Linked DNA regions of Mus musculus: region 2 is linked to region 1. Evidence: chromatin contacts called from public promoter capture Hi-C data. All regions are on one chromosome and are shown on one strand. The core of a region is the stretch at or near the end of the contact, and the rest is flanking DNA. Distances in the headings are between cores, read along the strand shown.

Region 1 (3,523 bases), core at 487-2,986:
ATGATTCTCTCTGGAGTAGTGGTCTCTCGGTCTTCCTAATGCTGCAACCCTTTAATACAGTCCCTCACGTTGTGGTGACCCCAACCATAACATTATTTTATTGCTATTTCATAGTTTATATCGTGATGTAAATATCTGCTATTCAGGAAAACTGATATGCAACCACAAAGGGGTTTCGATCTACAGCTTGAGAATTAGGCTTAGTGAGGAAAGCCAATCCACAAACATCATCTACACCAAGATTTACAAACGTTCTTGAAATGAAAACTAATGATACAAGAATGTTGAAGTGTCAAGGAATTCTGGAGGCCAACTGCAAGTGAGCTTGGCTGTAAGATGTCAACCCAGGGGTCTTACATAGATAGCTATGCCTTGGAGCTTTACTGGATCAATGTAAATACCCCAACTGTGATATTGTTCTGTAGATATCCAGGAAGTCACCATTAAGGAACATGGGACAAAAATCTCTCTGCATTATTTCCCACAACTACAGGAGATATTATAGTTAGCTTTTAATAAAGTGTATTTAAACAATAGAGCAGTGAAAATGAGCTATTGCTACAATCATGACTGGAAGCCAGATGTGAACACTGATATGAAGAAGTGTTCCATTTCTGTGGAGTTCAGAGACTGAGTAATAGTACATGGTGTCCGAAGCTATGCACTGTTGGGAAGGCAAGTGAAGTAAGTAACCAGGGAGGCACTGGGGGTACTGGTGTCTCAGTCTGTGGTCTGGTGTTGGCTACATGAGTGTGTAGTCATTAAGGGAATTACTAATGATTTCAGTATGCTATATGTTATTTTCCAAAACTTACCAAGGAAAAGAAAATGTCCCAAGACAAGCAAGCATGGAAAAGGAATGGCTTAAATCAACCACAAGGAAGAGAAAAAGCTGCTAAGGAGAACTCTTGGATCCTAGTCACAGCTCCACTATACTAAAGCCCTTCATAGCTATTTCTTCGGCACATACTGGGTGCCAGGTCTTGTTCTTGTTGGCATAGGCTTGTGAACAATGAAGTCAAAGTGCTCAGGAGTGGACTGAGCAAATGCACACTAGGAAGATGGATAACGGAAAGGGCATTATATGTGTGACTTATAATGACAGTGTCACGAGGATCATTTCTGATCTTCAACTGGATAAGAGAGAAGAAAGGAAAACAAGAAGAAACAGAAATCATGTTCCTCAGAAGAGAACACAAAGACATCCATGGTGTGTGCACACTAGTAATAAGTCCTAAGAGGGAATGCAAAGCCACCCTTCTAAGGAGTAACTCAAACTTTATGACGTCCCTAGAAGTACTAGGGTGACAAGAAGGAGAGAATTTCCCTGAGAGAGGCGTAAAGACTGGGATGAAATGGGAACTGGTGACTGTCACCCAAGTGCTCCAATCTATAAAACCACTCGTGGTCACTAATTCTTGGGTGTATTTACATCGACTATCTGATTTTTACTTCCACCTTAATATCTGGGCGTGATTAATTTTGTTGCTCCTGTTTAAAAGCTCAGAAAGGCTGAACGATTTTCTCAGGGTCACACAAAGAAGCACTGACGCGCGGCGGGTAGGGTGGGAGTGGGACAATGCTCCAAGTCAGGGCCGGTTTATTCCCAATTCTTGCTTTGCACCAAGTCCCAGACCCTAAGACGGTGGCCGCACGCGTCCCCACCCCTTCAAGATACCTTCAGTAGGCTCTGGAGCGCCACGAAATGCTCTGCTGTCAAGGCCGCCATCTTTCTGGAGTCACGTGACAGCCGGAGCAAGCGGAGCGTGCCTCGTGACCCCTCGCAGGACATGCTGGGAGTTGTAGTTCTTCACCGTGGCTGGCGGGAACGGCGTGCAAAGAACCAGGAAGTCTTCCTCCTGTATGACTAAGCTCAAAGACCAGAGGGCTGAGATACTGAGAGAACTCGGATATAGAATGATTTCCAGGGAACAACTGGCTGGACATCCTAGGTCAGGGAAACTGGTTTTGCCTTTGCCCCTCTGGGTAGGCTGGCTGATCTGGTGAATGCACCTGCAGACTTGGCAGACACCTTGGCAACTTAGATGCCCAGAAGAGATCGGCCTACTCACCATCTGGATTTAAATGAAGCTTTGCCTATTTGAATTCTTGGAATTCACACACACACACACACACACACACACACACACGCTCACATGCCTGCAGTACTCCCTAAAAACAAAACAAAACAAAAAAAACAAAAAACAAAAAACAACGCTTCAAGGCATATAGTTTCTTCTCTGTTTGTGGAGAGATAGGAGCCTTTGTAACTAGCCTTATCCAGACAGTCAAGCTAAGTCACTTAGGGTTCTTAGTAACTTTCCTGTGGTCCAAGAAGAGGTCTGGTTTGAAGGGCAGCTGATTAGGAAAGGGGTTAGAAAGGAAGAAGGCGTGTGAAGATATTGACTATCTTAGCTCTGTGCACCTCCGGCACGGTCTCTTCTGTCTGCATTCTTTCCCTTAAAACTGAGTGTTGAGGGTCATGCAGCAAGACCTGCCAACACCTTCCTCAGAGGCAGACCCTCCAGTCTTCAGAGAGTCTGAAAGTGGCAGTCGCTGGGTCAAAGGCTTAACTACAACCTTGCTATGGGTTGAGTCTGAAATCTGTTTTGCAGGTTCATCCTGTGGTCACTTGGACCCTAGCTTTGTGGGACTGCTGAATGTTAGAACCCTTAGGATCTGGGACCTTGCTAGTGAAGGTCTCTAGTGGCAGGCCTTTGGGGGTTATGCTGCTTCTGGTTCTGGCCTGATTGCATGGTGTCTTGTCTGCTGCTGTGTAAGAAGTCTTGGCTGTACATTATTGCCACCCTGCTCTGCCATGTTGGACTACAACTTCTGAAACCATGAACCAGAATAAATCTTCCTCCTCTAAGTTGTTTCCATCTAGTTCCTGTCACAGTGACACACCAGTAACCAATGCACTTGAGAAATTGAAAGCATAACAACTCAACTGAGCCATCCCAGGCTTTCTGGCTTTGAAATATTGTATAAGTCTTTAGGTGTAGCCTTTCCATGTCTTGATTCAAAGTGGCTGCAGGCTGTGAGCTTCCAGAATGAGGTACTAACTACTGTTTGCCAGCTACTAGGGAAAGCTGACATCCAGATGGGGCAATGATGACAGCCAAAGCAGCCATTTCCCCTGGCACTTGCCCTCTTTGCTGGGTACTGTATCTACTTCAACTGCAAGATGGGGAGTGACTCCAACTTCAAGAACAGGCTTCCAGAACTAAGAAAGAAACAGAAACCTGTGAAGGAAGGATCTGGCTTCCCAAGCTACCTGACTTTAAAGATGTCATTCTTCCTTGAATAAACCCAGCCTGGTGGAGGGTTACCAGTGGATAACAGTTACCAGGGATTCAGGGAATGTGCTAAGAGTATAGACCAATCTGATGCATCCTGTTGTCTGGGAGCAGCTTCAGCAGCTGCTGCAAATGCTACCTCAGACTCCACCACCAGTGTTCCAGATGCTGCTAACCAAACTTATAACCATTAGTCAGAGAACTGTAAGTGCTCAGAACTTGGC
Region 2 (3,711 bases), core at 20-2,519, 3.5 Mb before region 1:
CCTTCAGATGAAGTCGTAGAACTCTCAGCTCCTCCTGCACCATGTCTGCCTGGATGCTACCATGCTCCCAACCTTAATGATAATGGACTCAACCTCTGAACCTATAAGTCAGCCCCAATGAAATGTTGTCCTTATACAAGCTGCCTTGGTCATGGAGTCTGTTCACAGCAGTAAAATCCTAAGGCAGCCATAAATGCTTATGTGTATCAGGCTCATCATCTTATTTGGTTGACCGAAAATGATCTTAATAGAAAGATTCTTGCTTCTGTGCTATAATGTCTTGGTTTCCTTACTGTAAGGGCGAGAAGCTGACCTTTTCTTCAGAATGTTAGAAAGGTGGGGGTGAACAGGTGGTTTTGCAGCTTTTAGGGCTGGGGTTAGGAGGAGGCTTCTCTCTTCAACCACAGTTTCCTGGGACTCTTTAAAAGATTCGTCGACCCTCTGACATTTACATGCATTTTTGTGAAGAGTAAAAGGTTCAGACGGGCATTCTCAGTTTGTTAGACACTAGCCACGCGTGGCTATTTACATTTAAGCTCAACTATTGGCTTTGGACCGGCTCCATGTCAAGTATTCAGTGGCCATATAGAGAACATTTCCTTCGCTGTAGAAAGTTATATAATACAGACCATCACTAACTGGTATCATTATTTCGGATTTAATACGCTGATAGGATTTGAGACAGATAGTAGGTTTGTAAAAATGGCTTGCCAACATTCAGAAACGAAAGCTTTATATGATATCTCTGCTTCTTTTAGGAAGCCTTTCTGCCTCTCTCCCATAGGAGCTTGAAAGAACTTCTCCTTATTCACCCCGTCTCCTCCCACAGTCCTCTGGTGTTATCCCATGGATGTTAAGATTGCCTTCTCCCTAACCTAGGGGACCACGCCCATCCTGGCCTCCTTCCAGACTCAAGTGCTCTCCTAACCACAATGCAAATTGTTAACCGGACTTAAATGTTCATCTCTGGGCCAGCCTTGGGCTGAAGTTCGGGCTGTCAGCTGGAAGCTGAGTGGAAGCGCTGCTTTTCTAAAAGCGAAGACGAGCTATCACCCCAAAACATCTGTTGCATTTTCTCAAAGTACTTCTTTCCGGTCTTGCAGAGAACCCTCCAGTCCGCAACCCCCATCATCTGGACCCGCCCCTCGCAACGAGATAGCGGGGAGGGGCCGAAGCGAAACCGGAGCCCGGCGCCCACCACCCTGGCTGGCGACGTGGCTCCGCGGCCCCAGCCTCCCCCGGCGGCGCCGTGGCCAATGGGCGCGTGAGTGGGGCGGCCCGAGCCTCCTCGAGCCAGCCGGGCGCGCCCCTCGCTGGGGAGGGGACAGCGGCAGCGGCGCTGTGAGCCCCCACTGCCCCGCAGCCTCCCTTTGCTCGCGACCATGGCGCGCGGTGGCCGCTTGGGACTCGCCCTGGGGCTGCTGCTGGCGCTGGTGCTGGCGCTGCGGGCCAAGCCCACGGTGCGCAAGGAGCGCGTGGTTCGGCCGGACTCAGAGCTGGGCGAGCGGCCGCCCGAGGACAACCAGAGCTTCCAGTACGATCATGAGGCCTTCCTGGGCAAGGAGGACTCCAAGACCTTCGATCAGCTAAGCCCGGACGAGAGCAAGGAGAGGCTGGGGTGAGGCTGCGGCCCGGGCCGCCCGGGGACCACGCAGGGGCCCATGGCCACCTCAGAGGGAGCCACGCGGGACCACAAGCGCAAAGCGAAAGCGAAATCGCGCCAGTTGGTCTCAGGGGCGAGGCCAGAGCTGAGGCTCAGAGGCACAAAGTTGCCAGCGGGCGCTCAGACCCCCGTGTGGAGGTCGCCACCACACCCGGCCGGGATAGCTTCCCACAGGGAGGCGAGAACGTGGCAGAGGCCTCCGGAGCAGGGAGCGAGAGGGCCCGCCCCCTCATCTAGGTTTCAGCAGAAGTGACTGGAGTGAGCCAGAGTTTGTTGGCTGTGGCCTTTTAGTACCTGGTTCTTTCCCATAGTCCAGAGAGAGGCACTTGAGACTTGCTTAAAAACATCTCAAGATCAAACAAATGTGTAAGAGATGGAGAGGCTTGTTCTTGGCCTGTCTCTAAATCAGGCTGGATGTTCTTGTCCTCTGACCAGTCATCCCAGAAATCAGGTTTTTAAAGGGGCTCATTGGAGCAAGAGGTACAGAGCTGGAAACGGATTCTTTGGCCTCTGCTCCCAGCATTATGGGTGAAGAAGCACTCAGCTTTTTGGCAACTGATTGGGGGCGGAGGGGGCGAGAAAAAAAGAAAACCTGCAAAATGGCTATGGTGGGGCTTTGTGAGTTTAGCCTGGAATCAGGAAACAAACCCGGGCATCATCTCAGTACCCCTACCCTGGTGCCCAGGAGACACTTGACCGTTGTGCAGAGGGACTAGGAGCTAGTGAGGACCAGGTGAAGGCAGGGCTGTGGAGGAACACAGCCATCCTCCCTGTGGGCCACCAGAGCTTCCAGAACCTGCTCCTGGGGGAGGAGGATCTTCGAGTTCTGCTACAGTTGAAAAGAACACAGCCATCTCTGTTCGACAAAGGGGCCAGGGCATTCAGCAGGACAGGATTAATGATACCCATTGTGTAGGTGAATACCTGCCTGTTGTGATAAAAAAGACCTTTGGACTTCAAAGTCACCTCCAAACAGTGTCCTTTATTTGGTAGGGAAGCACTTTCTCTTCTTTTTTGGGACTTTTAACAATAGGGACCATTGATAAATTCACACCATTGTACTGCTCTGAGGCCTGGAGACTGATTTATTCTGGGGTCCCTGGTTGCAGCCATTCTGCATTATCTTAGAAAAGAGGAGGAGAAGGGAGTTATGAACTGGAAACACTTAGGCTTAGGGCCTCTGGCTTCATTTAATCCCTACCTCAGGGTAATTAGCCGAAGTGCCCAAGAGAAGGGGGAGTGGAGTTCTCTGTGTCTAATCCTTGTATGAAGACCTTGGCTTTGTTCATTTATTCATGTAGCAAGCATTGCAGTGGCTATCCTGTGTGACATCTGGCAGGTACAAGGTGCTGGCCATCCAATGTGGAGGAGGGCAGGCAAACACTTTCAGGGTTGCTAGGATGGTGACATCATCCACGGGTTTAGCAGGAGCCCCTGGGGCTTCAGGTTGGAGAGAGGGGCCCGGTTTTGTAGATGGTCCTTCATCAGAGCTTATGAGATGGTTCAAAGGCTGCTGGGTATATGGTAATAGAAAGGTGGTCCTGAAGTGAGGGGCCTGCTTGCTTATCATGGTTTTAACCCTTTGGTGGGGCGGGAGGGGTGCTGGTCTCCTCCAGAGGCAGAGAAGAGGAAATGGGAGGTAGAAGAGGAGGGAAAGTAAAGATCAGAGGGACGGCCTCCTCAAGGAGGTAGAGATGTTATCAGTGTTTGCTTGTGGTGGACAGGACGTCCTGATCCCAAATCTTGTTGGAAACACCAGCCTGGCAGTGGAGCCAGAGTGTAACCGTGGCAGATACAGAGTCCTGGGCAGTGGGACGGTGGGGGTTGATGCATCTGGGTATTAGGACAAGAAAGATGCAGACTATGGTAGCCCTTACTTGACCTTGACCCATTGTTGAGGAAGGAACCAAAGATAACATCTAGGTCCCTGGCCTGAGCCCCTTCCTGACTAAGGTCACCTGGGTCAGAATTGGACTGACACTTTTGGAAATGACTGATCGAGCCTGGAGCTAAGGGCGAAGTTGCCTCTCCAAGTCTTCTTTCTCAAC

What was found. Promoter capture Hi-C pulls out the DNA fragments that hold promoters and counts their contacts.
Region 2: a contact with region 1 is called in a promoter capture Hi-C map of liver, with 3 times the contacts expected there. The contact joins the promoter of Rcn1 here to the promoter of Commd9 in region 1. A contact is called at or near these places in 2 of 39 promoter capture datasets (liver and pre-B cells).

What each region holds. Positions count from the first base shown.
Region 1 is chr2:101,884,475-101,887,997 of GRCm38.p6, reverse strand. Commd9 (COMM domain containing 9) reads right to left here and starts at 1,736. Exons shown (of 6, transcript NM_029635.3): 1 at 1,679-1,736. The coding sequence starts at 1,729.
Region 2 is chr2:105,396,877-105,400,587 of GRCm38.p6, reverse strand. Rcn1 (reticulocalbin 1) reads left to right here and starts at 1,269. Exons shown (of 6, transcript NM_009037.2): 1 at 1,269-1,618. The coding sequence starts at 1,383.